Regions from separate parts of the Mus musculus genome. Here regions 2 and 3 are each linked to region 1. Evidence: chromatin contacts called from public HiChIP or PLAC-seq data. All regions are on one chromosome and are shown on one strand. The core of a region is the stretch at or near the end of the contact, and the rest is flanking DNA. Distances in the headings are between cores, read along the strand shown.

Evidence for each region. HiChIP or PLAC-seq counts read pairs in DNA pulled down with a chosen protein or histone mark.
Region 2: an H3K4me3 HiChIP or PLAC-seq map of embryonic stem cells shows a contact between it and region 1, with 5 times the contacts expected there. The contact joins the promoter of Xylt2 here to the promoter of Acsf2 in region 1. A contact is called at or near these places in 1 of 39 promoter capture datasets (embryonic stem cells), 3 of 484 Hi-C or Micro-C datasets (embryonic stem cells, liver and uterus), 5 of 115 datasets of contacts at active chromatin or transcription factors (the 230-238 cell line, the SCID.adh cell line and embryonic stem cells) and 3 of 9 other capture datasets (adipose tissue, liver and pancreatic islet).
Region 3: an H3K4me3 HiChIP or PLAC-seq map of bone marrow-derived macrophages shows a contact between it and region 1, with 2.2 times the contacts expected there. The contact joins the enhancer-like site here to the promoter of Acsf2 in region 1. A contact is called at or near these places in 5 of 39 promoter capture datasets (embryonic stem cells, liver, macrophages and 1 more), 1 of 484 Hi-C or Micro-C datasets (liver), 3 of 115 datasets of contacts at active chromatin or transcription factors (bone marrow-derived macrophages, embryonic stem cells and memory CD8 T cells) and 4 of 9 other capture datasets (adipose tissue, liver, macrophages and 1 more).

What each region holds. Positions count from the first base shown.
Region 1 is chr11:94,599,554-94,603,617 of GRCm38.p6, reverse strand. Acsf2 (acyl-CoA synthetase family member 2) reads left to right here and starts at 1,832. Exons shown (of 16, transcript NM_153807.2): 1 at 1,832-1,975. The coding sequence starts at 1,848.
Region 2 is chr11:94,675,987-94,680,223 of GRCm38.p6, reverse strand. Xylt2 (xylosyltransferase II) reads left to right here and starts at 2,731. Exons shown (of 11, transcript NM_145828.3): 1 at 2,731-2,951. The coding sequence starts at 2,817.
Region 3 is chr11:94,705,557-94,709,645 of GRCm38.p6, reverse strand. No RefSeq gene overlaps it. Among named protein-coding and RNA genes, the nearest start is that of Gm11541, 3.1 kb to the right of the region's middle. Within about 2 kb of position 1,780, at least 8 of the 459 cell types and tissues checked have an H3K27ac peak or open chromatin away from gene starts, as enhancers often do. A contact at or near this core is called in bone marrow-derived macrophages, where this site is marked.

The sequences.
Region 1 (4,064 bases), core at 583-3,082:
AAAGTTCAAGGTCATGCTAAGATTTATACAGATGAGGTCAGCCTGAGCTATATGAGACCCTGTCTCAAAAAAAAAAAAAAAAAAAGCTACTTCATGTTGACATTAGAGCCCCTTTCTCTGTCTGTCTGTCTGTCTGTCTGTCTCTTTTTTTTCTCCCTAGGGTGGCCACAGACTCCCTGTGTAGCTGAAGATGACTTTGAGTTCCTGATTCTCCTACCTTTATTGCCCTGGCTGGAATCATGCAGGTCTATGAGTCCATTTCTGAGTCAGAGAAACAAGGGGAAGGCGATAAAGGCTTCCCCAGGCTAGCCCATAGGACAGGCAGAATGGCTTATCTTCCCTTCCCCCCAAGACTCACTCAGAGACTAGTCAGGAAGAGAAAGGGTCCCGGGGACCAGAATGTACCCTTCACTTTGCCAGGACAATTATTTATCTAGAAGGAATCAACGATTTGTCCAGGGTCATCCACCAAGCCTTCAAGGCAGGGCTTGGCTCCTGAACTTGGGATACCAGTCAGCACCCTTCACTCCCTGGGCCTGGCTGTCTGAAACCACTGTATACATTTGATTTGGAGGGCATCATGCCGTTTCAAGCCCAGCTTTTCAAAGTCTCTCCTCTTGACTTGTTCTCCAACGGAACACAGATTCTTTCCAAAAAGCTGTCAGAGGGAGAGGGAGAGGGAGAGAAAGAGAGAGATATCTGGTCACTCTGGAGATCAGAGAAGGAGTAGCTGTATTAGTCATGACCCCAGCTGAACCAGATCAAGGCAAAGGTTCACCAGGCTAACCTCCACCCTCCGCCAACTGTTCCTCTGCCTGGCTTTCTTCATTCCAAGTCAGGAGAAGGGAAGCCACCCGGCCGGGGGCCTTTCTTCTCTTCTTTCCCAGATCGTTCAGGACAACGAGGAGCTAGAAAGTGGAGGACTAGTGTACTCATCTTTGGACACCCAGCGCACAGCCTGAGCACTCACCTCTTGTAGATCTTGTCACCCATCCTCCTTGGATGACGTTAGAATACATTCCTAAGGGCACAGCTAGAGGGTTGAGTCACAAAGTCAGGGTCCTTTGGAGCCTAGGGGAGCAGCTGAGGAAATTGTGTTTAAGGCTTCAGGCTAGAGCAGAAAGAGGGAAGGTAGGATACAACAGACGCGTCCCTGATGCCACCTAATCTTGTCTACCTGGTACTCTTCTCAGAGTCGTGGGGAGGATGCAAGGTCGAAGTAAAGCTGACTCTTAGCCTCTGGCCAGACTAGCACCTTGGTCCCCGGAGGTCTCCGAATACAGAGGGGTTTACCCATCAGAGCGGTAGGTCCCAACTACCTTTCCTCTCCCCAGAGGCCCTCTGCTCCAGTTGGCAGGCCTCAGGGGCACTCGGGGCAGATTCCTTTGGCCTGTAGCTCAGCACCCAGGAAGTCCCCACGTGACCCAAGCCCTACTGGGCACGTGGGACCAACCAGTCCAGGCATTGTCATCTGGCTCTATATAGACTGTTGATTGTTTTCCCGTTTATGAAACTCTTAGGCCCTCCAAAGTTAGAGTGATGATTGCAGGAAGGCCCTGTATTGTGCTGCAGAGCCGGTCTTGGGAGCCCCGGGAGGGGGAGGGGGGACAAGGGCGGGACTTCGAGGGCGGGCTTGAAGGGCTGCAGTTCCCACGCAAAGGTGGCCAGGACCGAGTCGCCACTTCCCGGCCTCTCCTCGCCCCGCCCCGCCCCGCCCCGCGGGGACCCAGTCCTCCTCACCCCATAGGCAGAGCGACCCTCCCGCCTCCCCGTCCGCTTCTTAATTACCCTCGCCTCGTTCACTTTCAAAGTTTACTCCCGGCCCGGACCCGCGGCGGAAGCGAGCCATGGCTGTCTATCACGGGATGCTGCGCTTCGGGAGGCTGTGTATCGCGAGCCTGGGGGCGCGGGGCCCCCGGACGCTGCTCTCTCGCCCTCGGCCGAACTCGAAGTTGCAGAGTGTCCGCGCTCTCAGGTACCCCGAGCAGCATTCCGAAAAGAGAGGGGGCTGGGCAGTCCCGAGAAGGGAACTTGGGAGTTCTGCAGTGCTTGGCAGGGGCTGACCCCACTCTGGGTAGCCCTCACACACACTACCCTACCACCTAGGCAAAGGGAAAAGCCAGGCCTGCCCGGGATCTGGGGCTGCTGCTCATAGCCACAGGAGTCCCAGGCTGAGTTCAAATTCTAGTTCAGAATTCTGTATGCGTCCCATGTGGTACACAGAGCCAGGAGTGGAGGCTTTTTAACAGTACACCCGAGGAATAGAGCTGAATACTGCTAGGGCATTCTCTCAGCTGTATTAACTCCCGTGAAAAATGTGGGGACCGTTTGGGGGTCCACAGGGCACTGAGTATAACAGATCTTTCCTTCCTTTGTTTTCTTTTCCTTCCTTCTTTTCCTCCACCACCTCCTCTACTTTTTGGAGCAGGGTTCTCTCTGTAGCTGTGGTTGTCCTGAAACTCGCTCTGTACACCAGGCTAGCCTTGAAATCACAGAGATCTGCCTGACTCTGCCTTCTGAGTGCAGAGACTAAAGACCTGTACCACCACTGCCCGGCTTCCTTCCTCCTTTCAGTCATTACCACTTCTGGGCCCATTTTTTCATCTGTCTTCAGTGCAAGATCTGGGAAAGGGGTTGGCAGGAGAGAGTTGGCTGAATAAATCTAATATGACCAGACACGGAGGGGACTGCAGGAGCTTGCTGGGGAAAGGCCAAGCTGGGAGAGTTGGCTGTGCAACAAGGTGAATGGTGGTATCCTCTGCGTCCAGTAGGTATGCACATCGCCTATCCTGCTCTACCGCACGGAAGGGCAAACTACTAAGCCTGTTGTCCGTATTATTGTGCAGGCTGTGGTCTTGGAAAGGAATAGTGGAGGCACGGCAGAAAGAGGAATATGTCTCAGAAAACACTACTAAGTTTAAAAGACACTACTAAGGCCGATGAGAGTAGTGGTGTGTACCTTTAAGGCAGAGCCAGGGTTTCTGAGTTCAAGGCCAGCTTGGCCTATGAAGTAAATTCCAGGACAGTTGGGGCTAAACAGATAAACCCTGTGCACCCAATCAAAAGACAGCCCCCCTGAGAAGAAGTTGGACGGACAAGTTGGAAGATGTCTTTTTGGCTGGAACTCTCAGGTTCTGAGAGCTAAGTGCCTTCTGAGAATTAAGAAACAAACTGGTGTGTGTGTGTGTGTGTGTGTGTGTGTGTGTGTGTGTGTGTGTGTATGTATGTATGTATGTGAATTAGCACTCTAACACTGATGTTAGTACATGTTCAGCTCCTGTGAAGTGCTTTAACATCCCTCTGCCTTCTTTCCTGAGGAGACCTAGGGGCTCATGGCTCCATGCACATGTGATTTTTGTTTTTGTTTTTCCTTCCTTCCTTCCTTCCTTCCTTCCTTCCTTCCTTCCTTTCTTTCTTTCTTTCCTTCTTTCTTTCTTTTCTTTCTTTCTTTTGGGGGAGGTTTTTTCGAGACAGAGTTTCTCTGTGTAGCCCTGGCTGTCCTGGAACTCACTCTGTAGACCAGGCTGGCCTTGAACTCAGAAATCCACCTTCCTCTGCCTCCCAAGTGCTGGGATTAAAGGCGTGCGCCACCACGCCCGGCTGTTTGTTTTTTAATATGAGTACACTGCAGCTGTCTTCAGACACACACCAAAAGAGTGCATCGGATCCCATTATAGGTGGTTGTGAGCCACCATATGGTTGCTGGGATTTGAACTCAGGACCTCTGGCAGAGCTGTCGGTGCTCTTAACCGCTGAGCCATCTCTCCAGCCCTCACTTGTGTTTTAAGTGCAGGTGAAGGCAACTGATAAATGTGTTTTCCTTTATCTCTCTCTACCTTACCATTTTGAGGTAGGGTACTGAGCCTGGGACCCATTGATTCTGCTAGGATGGCTAGCCAGTGAGTTCTAGGGATTTTTTCTTCTCTGTCCCCCAGCCCCTAGCACTGAGAAGTTACAGGTGGCTGAGCCATGGTGCCAAGCTTTTGTGTGAAAGTTGGGGATCCAGCTGGGTGTGGTGGCGCATGCCTTTAATCCCAGCACTCGGGAGGCAGAGGCAGGCAGAT
Region 2 (4,237 bases), core at 1,482-3,981, 76 kb before region 1:
ATTCCCAGCAACCACATGGTGGCTCACAACCAACTGTAATGGGGATCCAATGCCCTCTTTGGGTGTGTCTGAAGACAGTGACAGTGTATTCACATACATTAAATAAATAAATAGTTATTTTTTAAAAGAGATGAATTAGTTAACCTATTCTACACAACTAGGGGGAATCTCTATGTATTTATGTTAAATAAAGAAGCAAAATGCAAAAAAAATGTTTATAATATGATAGCTTAAAAACACCCCCAACCCCCAATAAAATTATGATCCCTTCAAAGAGTAAAAATGAAACCTGTTTGTAAAATGGCACATTTGTAGTTCTGGCACTTGGGAGGTGGAGGCTGAAGAATCAAAAGTTCAACATATCCTGGGCTACATAGTTACAGGTCAGCCTGGGCTTCGTGAAACTTTGTTTCAGAGAAGATACAACAAAAACAAAGCCATGCGTGCAGGCTCACAGAGAGTCAGCATAGCATAATTTGAATGGTAATTACTCTCTGGGTTGCAAGTGATTCTTAGACAGTGAAAGCTCCTGTGACTACTGTTGCTATGATCAAGGGAAAGAAAGCTGTTTTCCTCGCTGGGGAAAAGTATCGGCAGGTAGCAGTCTCTAGGATCTGATTTAATGTACACACAGGTCGATATTTAATTAACATATCAATTGTTGGCATGTCAACTGATGTTTTTCCAAATCCTTGAAGGCTTAAATTCTCCTAAGTACCCAAAGTGTCATCTGAAACATTGTTTACAATTTCCCTTTTTAACAAGGCACAAACTGGGAGAGGCTTAGAGAAAGTTTACAGAGGTCCATCAAATGACTACACTGCTACATCATTTTCTTTGGTCTGCCCTTTAACCACTCTCCCTTTTGTCTTTAACTTCCTTGTTTATTTTTGTCTGTTTGTTTGTTTTGTTTTTGAGACAGGATTTCTCTGTTGTAGCCCCAGCTGTCCTGGAACTCACTTTGTAAGCCAGCCTTGGCTCAAACTCAGAGTTCCTCCTGCCTCTGCCTCCTAAGTGCTGGGTTATATTAAAGGCACTCACCATCATGCCGTGCTTGTTTCTAAAATTTTTGGACTTTCCTTTTCTTTGGATATAATCTCTTTTCCTAGACCTATTGATTGTGTTTTTTAAATTTTTTTCAATTTAATTTATATGATTTTTTTTCATGTATGTGTGTGTGGAGGTGGGGTCTTATGTGCAGCTGTGCATGCATATCAGAGGTCTGTTTCTCAGAGGCCACCTACTTTGTGATTTTAAGATGAACTCCAGGCTGGCTGGCCAGCCAGCCTCAAAGATACACCTATCTATCTCCCCAGTGCTGGATTTACAATAAAATACTACCACTCCAGGCTTTTTATGTAGGTGCTGGGGACTGAACTTGGGTCCTCACTGAGCCATCTCTTACAGTGGTTCCAAAATCTTCTTTATAACCTTATCACCCTTCCATTCCACGGATGTATAAATTCTTTATGATGCCTTGGGCCTGTTATCCTAGCACTCTGGAAGTGGAGGCGGGTAGATCAGAAGTTCAAGGTCAACCTCAGCTGTATTTTGCTGGCCTGGGATACACGAGACACTATCTCAGACAAACGAAGACAAACTTCTGTTTTGCACTTGGGAGGTAATGATGGGAGAGTCAAGAATTAAAAGCTACTGTAGACAATAAATACTTTACCAAGTTGGTGAGAGTCCTAGTGTAAGGCAGATCAGGCCAGGTAGCACAGCAAGGCAACTGGATCAAATAGCTCGCTTGTTTGTTTACTTAAAATGTGAAGCGTTTCTGCTGTGGGTTTTGTTGCCTCTAGTCACCTTGCTCTGGCAGGCACCTTCTTACCTCCTTCCACTGCCCACCGTGGTCTGCTGGGATCAGGTGAGGCCCCGGGTGTGTTTAGTCCTTACTGGACACGGCTCTTGAACACGCCAGAAAGCAGTATGGTCAACCAGGTGGGTTCTCTCAGCTCCCTACTCTCCTAACATTTACTGAGCTTTAAAGCTGAGGGCCAAGGCTTCAATGGCGAACGAGGCACGTTCGCAGAGAAATTACCACCAGATGCTTAAATTGTGCTAGCGAGGCACAAGCCAAGATGTCACTGATGGGGTGGAGCGAAAACAGCATATGCTAAGGTCTGGTGGGTCTCCAAGCGTGATCCCAGAGCAGCAGCAGCAGCGGAACTTGTTGAAAAATTTAATTCTCGGAGGTTCTAAACTCCAGGAGTGAGAACTGGCGCTGTTTTTTAAATCATCTTCCAGGAGATTCTGACGTAAGCTAGAAGTTGAGAGCCACAACACCAGCAGAGGCCTGAGGATGCTTGGGATGAGAGGTTGCAGAGTGGCAAGTCAATTTCGTGAAGAGCCTCAGAAGTCAGTCAAGGGCCTATGCTTTGTCTTCAGGGATGCGGCCTTCAGATTTTAGGCAGGGCAGGTGGTACTCACACGTCTTGAGAGTGCCAGCATTTCCCAGGGGTGGGGGCCAGCTGACTCCCCCTCCCCCCATGCCCTGCGACACCAGAGCGGTCAGGCCGCAGATCCTCCGCACTCCGGGACAATGCTTTTGCGGTCAGGAAATGATTCTTCCACAGGCAGACACTCATAGAGATGTGGAAAAGACCCCAAGCACAAGACTCAAACCTTGGAGACAGAAACGAGCGGACCGCCTACTGCCCCACGCCCAGCCCACGAGAGGGTGGGGCCTCGGGCCCCGCCCTTTGCCCGCCCATCTGGGCGGAGTGAGGAGGGACTCCGGGGCCCCGCGCCTGTGCGCACGCCCGCGGCCGGTTTGCAGGGCCGGACGCGCGCCCCGCGTCCCGGGCAGGAAGATGGTGGCGAGCGCGCGGGTGCAGAAGCTGGTGCGGCGCTACAAGCTGGCGATCGCCACCGCACTGGCCATCCTGCTGCTGCAGGGCCTGGTGGTGTGGAGCTTCAGCGGCCTGGAGGAGGACGAGCCGGGCGAGGTGCTCCGACGGCCGTGCGGGCGGGCAGGCCGGGCGCGGGGGCGCGCGGGGTCCTGGCGGGGCTGCGGGCGGCCCCGGCCAGGCAAGTGGGGCACGGGCCGCGTGCGAGCAAGGCGCAGGCAGCCTGCTGGAGCCCAGCCTCCGGTCCCCAACGCTCCCTTTACTGGAGGGCCTGGCTGGCTGCGTGAGGGAGCGGTGCGTGACTCGGAGGTCGAGGCGGCCGGCGAACTGGGGGGCGCGAAGGGATGAGCGGGACATGGTGGGATGGTCTCCGTCCCGGGGAACGATGAAGGTCAGGCTCGGGGATCTGGGCTGGGAGGAGCGACTGGGCCCCAGCCTGCTCGGAGGTGGGGAGCCTCAGGCCAAACTTTCTGAAGTTGGGAGGGGGCGGTGGTGTACGTGCTGTGGGCGGAAGAGTGGGGGCCAAGGGACCCTGGGCATTCGTGTTGAGCTGCGCCTGAGAAGCAGCGACTGGTGGTGAAGTGGAGCTCAGGGGGTGGAATTATGGCCTGTGACAAAGTGTATACACGGGAATAGAGTGAACAGGAGTCACCCCAAGGGAAAAAAAATACTGAAGTGTTCTCAAGGCGTGGCTTTCTCAGCCAGGGAAGAACCCTGGTGGATCTTCAGGAGGGGATGGGAATGGAAGGTGAACTGTTGAGTTGGCCTCAGGACATCAAAGGAGGAAAGAGGCATCTCTGGCTCTGGGGTAATGGAGGAGCAGCTGTGAGCTCCAGACCCTGACCCCAGGGATCTGCTTTCTCTTCACTGGTGCTTTTAGTTGCAGACTCAGACACACCCTCCTGGTTGTGTGGTTAGGAGGGGTCCAGTGGGGTCTAGGTCCGTTCTGGAAAGGTGGGGAGGGTCAGTCAAATCAAAGCCCTAAACTGTGGACAGAGATTAGGGGTTCTTGCTTCTGCCCCCCGCCCCCTTGTCCCTGTGTCTCCAAGGCTTCGGGACAGAGGCTCTCTTGTCACATCCTTTTGGGCTTTACCTGGTAGGGTGAAGAAGGCATGGAGCCTAGAAGCCTTCCCTTCCTGCACCTGGTCAGTCCCAAAGACCTGGTGTGGAGACTGGGAGAAGAGCTGCTCTTCCAGTTTTGGGGAGAATCAAGATGCTGAGGGGGTGAGGAGAGGAGGAACTTGGGACCGTCAGCGACTCCAGAAGGCGCCGAAGCCCGTCCTGGGGAAGCTGGCTGTGACTTGTGTAGGAAGAGCTTGTTCTTTGGGCAACTGGGACATCTCTGATGGTGTGGGCCGCAGAAGAGCCCTCTGACCCTCATCTAT
Region 3 (4,089 bases), core at 531-3,030, 110 kb before region 1:
CCTCTACCTCCCGAGAGCTGGGATTAAAGGTGTACCCCACCACATGCAGCTTGTAGGGTCAAGCCTTAAGTCTTAGTTTGTGACAGCTTGACACAGGATCTGCTAGGTCCACAGCTCCACCTGACAGTCTAATATTTCAGCAGAATTGACACAGCTAGAGGTAATTGAACCCTCCCATTGGTCCTTTAGCCTTTAGAGAAACAGCCACCAGAGTGAGCAGTTGGAATTGCTTCCCACTTCAGCTGGTCAAAACCCACACTGCATGCCATGGGGGCTGCAGAGATTAATGGCACCCTGAGAGGATGACTTCCAGCATTGCCTCCTATTCATCTCAACCCAAAAGGATGATGGTCAACTCCAACAAACCGAGTGCTGCTCTGGCCTCAATCCCTGTTGCTGTACTGGGGGTTATCTTTGTTAGAGCACATTAATACTGGCTCAGACAGTATTAATGATCCATTTAGCTGACAGTACAGTCTTCCCCATCCCCATCAAGAAAGAGGACATGCTGGCTAGTTTTATGCCAGCTTGACACAAATATGAGTCATTCTGGAAGGGGTAACCAAATTGAGAAAATACTGCCACCAAATTGGCCTGTGGGCAAGCCCATGGTGCATTTTTTATTTGGGGATTAGTGTGAGAGGTCCCAGTTCACTGTGAGCTGGCATTGCCAGCCCTGGGCTGGTGGTTCTGGGTGCTGTAAGAATACAGGCTTAGCAAGGTGGTGGTAGCACATGCCTTTGATCTCAGCACTTGGAAGGCAGAGGTAGGTGGGTCTCTGTGAGTTTAAGGCCAGCTTGGGGGAAAAGAAGAAGAAGAAGAAGAAGAAGAAGAAGAAGAAGAAGAAGAAGAAGAAGAAGAAGAAGAAGAAGACGACTGGCTAAGCAAACCATGAGCAAGTCAGTAAGCAGCATTCCTCTATGGTCTCTGCTTCAGTTCCTACCCTGACTTCCTTTGAGGATGAACTATGGCCTGAGAGTTTTAAGCTGGAATAAACTCTTTCTCCCCCAAGTCGATTTGGTCATGGTGTTTGGCCACAGCAGTAGAAACCCTAACTAAGAGCTAACCAGGGCCACTCCACTCACTATCAAGTAAGGTGATTATCAACAGCACAGCTCTGCAGTCTAGCCTCTGGTGATGCTAACTCCTGTCCTCTGTTAGAAGGAGGTACAAAGGGACCATAGTCTCTGCACAGTGGCACAGATGCATCACACTATTGATGGTGTCATGCTGCTCAAGCCAGAGAAGGGCAAAGTGGCAAATTCAAGAAAACACTAGGTAAAACAAGTGAGCTGGAGAGAAACCTTGTAAAGATGTGGAAAAACCATGATGATAGGGAAGCCCAGAGGGACCAGGCATGGATGCTCCTCCAAGAAATGGGGGAAACTGCTTCATTTTCTGTCCCCCGTTGTTATAATGGAAGCCCATGGCCAAGCTTGACATCTCCTTCTGATCCACTTACTGGGCAGGACCAGAGGAGGAAAATGCTCTGTGGCAAGCCATGCCTTCTGCCTTTAAGGCCTTATGTATCTAGTGCCCAGCATTTTCTAGCTCTAAAGAGATCTATTATGACTGTTAATCTTGATTTTTTTTTAACTTGATGAGATTTAGAGTCACTCTGGAAACAATTTACTGGGAAAGTCTTTAAGGAATTATCTTGACTTGGTCGTCTGAGGTGAAGTCTTATCCTCGATGTGGATGGTGCTATGCCTAGTGTCTGGGATACTACTGCATAGAAAGGGGAAATCCTGCTTCTCACTTCCTGTCTGTGGATTCACCGTGACTAGCTTCCTCAGGCTCACAACACTATGACTTCCCTGTCGTGATGGACCCTTGAACTATGGAGTCAGCATTATGTGTGTCGGCACAGCACTGAGAGAGTAGCTACTACAGCTGTGATAGGAAGAGATCCCGTTGGAAGTGTTCAGAAAGTACCAGCAGGGAGGAGCCCAGCGTGGCTGCCTGGGTGTGACTTGATGGTGTGACCATCAGTTTAGCATCAGTTCCCAGCATGCATCTGTACTGGCCCAATAACCCCCCCCCCCAACAACAACAACAAAAAGCCAGAACCAACACTATTCACAGAGAAACATGGAAAGAGATTTAAGCTAGGAATTGGCTCTCACAGTTCCTAAGGCTGAGAAATCCCTTGGTGTGCTGGCCCCAAGACAAGTTGGAGAATCAAGGGACTTGGTGACATGATTGTGTATTTGATGATCTGAAAGCCAGGGGACAGAGGTCTTCACTCCATAGCTGCTGTAGACCGGGGACTCAGAGGGGTTGCCAGTATTCTGACACACAAAGCACCAAAATCCAGAAATTTTTCTTAAATATTTATTTATTTATTTTATTGTACATAGAGTACACTGTAGCCATCTTTAGACACACCAGAAGAGGGTATCAGATCTCATTACATATGGTTGTAAGCCATCATGTGGTTGCTGGGATTTGAACTCAGGACCTCTGGAAGAGCAAACAGCCAGTGCTCTTAACTGCTGAGCCATCTCTCTAGCCCAAGAACCAGAATTTTTTTTTTTTTTGAGACAGGGTTTCTCTGTGTAGCCCTGGCTGTCCTGGAACTCACTCTGTAGACCAGGCTGGCCTCGAACTCAGAAATTCACCTGCCTCTGCCTCCCAAGTGCTGGGATCAAAGGCGTGCGCCACCACGCCCGGCTAAGAACCAGAATTTTTTAAAAAAATTATTACATTATTCATTTATTTGTGGGGTGAAGGGCCATATACATATTAAGGTCAGAGGACAACTTGCAGGAGTCAGTTGTCTCCTGCCACCATGTGATCCTGGGGATTGGACTCAGGTCACCAGGCTTGGCAGCAAATGACTCATCTCGTCAGCCTAGAATAAAGGTTTTAATGTCCACAGGAAATGGATGTCCCAGTTAAGAAAAGAGAAAGTTCCCTCTTTTGTTACCTTTTTTTCTGTTTGGCCCTCTGTGTACTAGACAATGATCACCATGTAGGTAGAGGTGGGTCTTCTACATTCAGTTGTCAAATGTTCTTCTCTTCTAGAAACTTCCTTATGGACACACCACAAAATGATCAGCAGTTTCCAGGCATTCCTTTGCTGAGTCATATTAACATATAAAATTAATCCTCACAGCATCGGACCATAGGACATTGGGTGACCATGTGACCAGGGATGTCACAAGATATGATTATCTCAAGAGATAAACACATTAGATGAACCAGACCATAAAACTCAGCCAGGTCTAATAACAACTCAAGATGCTATCTATGAGAGGGGTGTATTCAGGTATTGTAGAAGAATTTTTTTAAAAGATTTATTTACTTATTTATTTATTTAAATGAGTATACTGTAGCTATACAGATGGTTGTGAACCTTCATGTGGCTGTTGGGAATTGAGTTTTAGGACCTCTGCTCACTCCGGTCAACCCCACTCGCTCAGTCCCTGATTGCCCAAAGATTTATTTATTATTTTACATAAGTACACTGTAGCTGTCTTCAGACGTGCTAGAAGAGAGCATCAGATCTCAGGGTGGTTATGATCCACCATGTAGTTGCTGGGATTTGAACTCAGGACCTTTGGAAGAGCAGTCAATGCTCTTACCCACTGAGCCATCTCACCAGGCCATTTTAGAGAAATCCAGCAATATAACTGCTCTGGCAAGGGATCATATCCAAAGACCTTCTAGGTCTACATGACCTGGCCAGAATGCAGACATATCTTGGATATGATATGCATGGTATGGCTGGGATACAGACATGCCCTTAAAGTTAGTTTGTAAAAAGAAGCAGCCATGTTTGAAAGGGATGTCTAATTGAGGGGCAGACAAAGTGATGAATCAGAGAAAGATCTGACAGAACGAGTCAGAGATAGAATATGTCCAACTCACAGAAAGAGCACAGGGAAGAGAGACTATTTAAGAGCAGCAGGGGGAGAGAGAAGAAGCTACACACAGGTGGTGTGATGTGTGCATAGATGTTTCACAGGACAATTTTACAGAGACAGGTTGCAGACAGAATAAGCTAGACACAGGCGAAGACAGAACAAGCCAGAGAATGAAAAGGAACAAGAAGATTAGAACATATTGCCAAAGTTAGTATGAAGC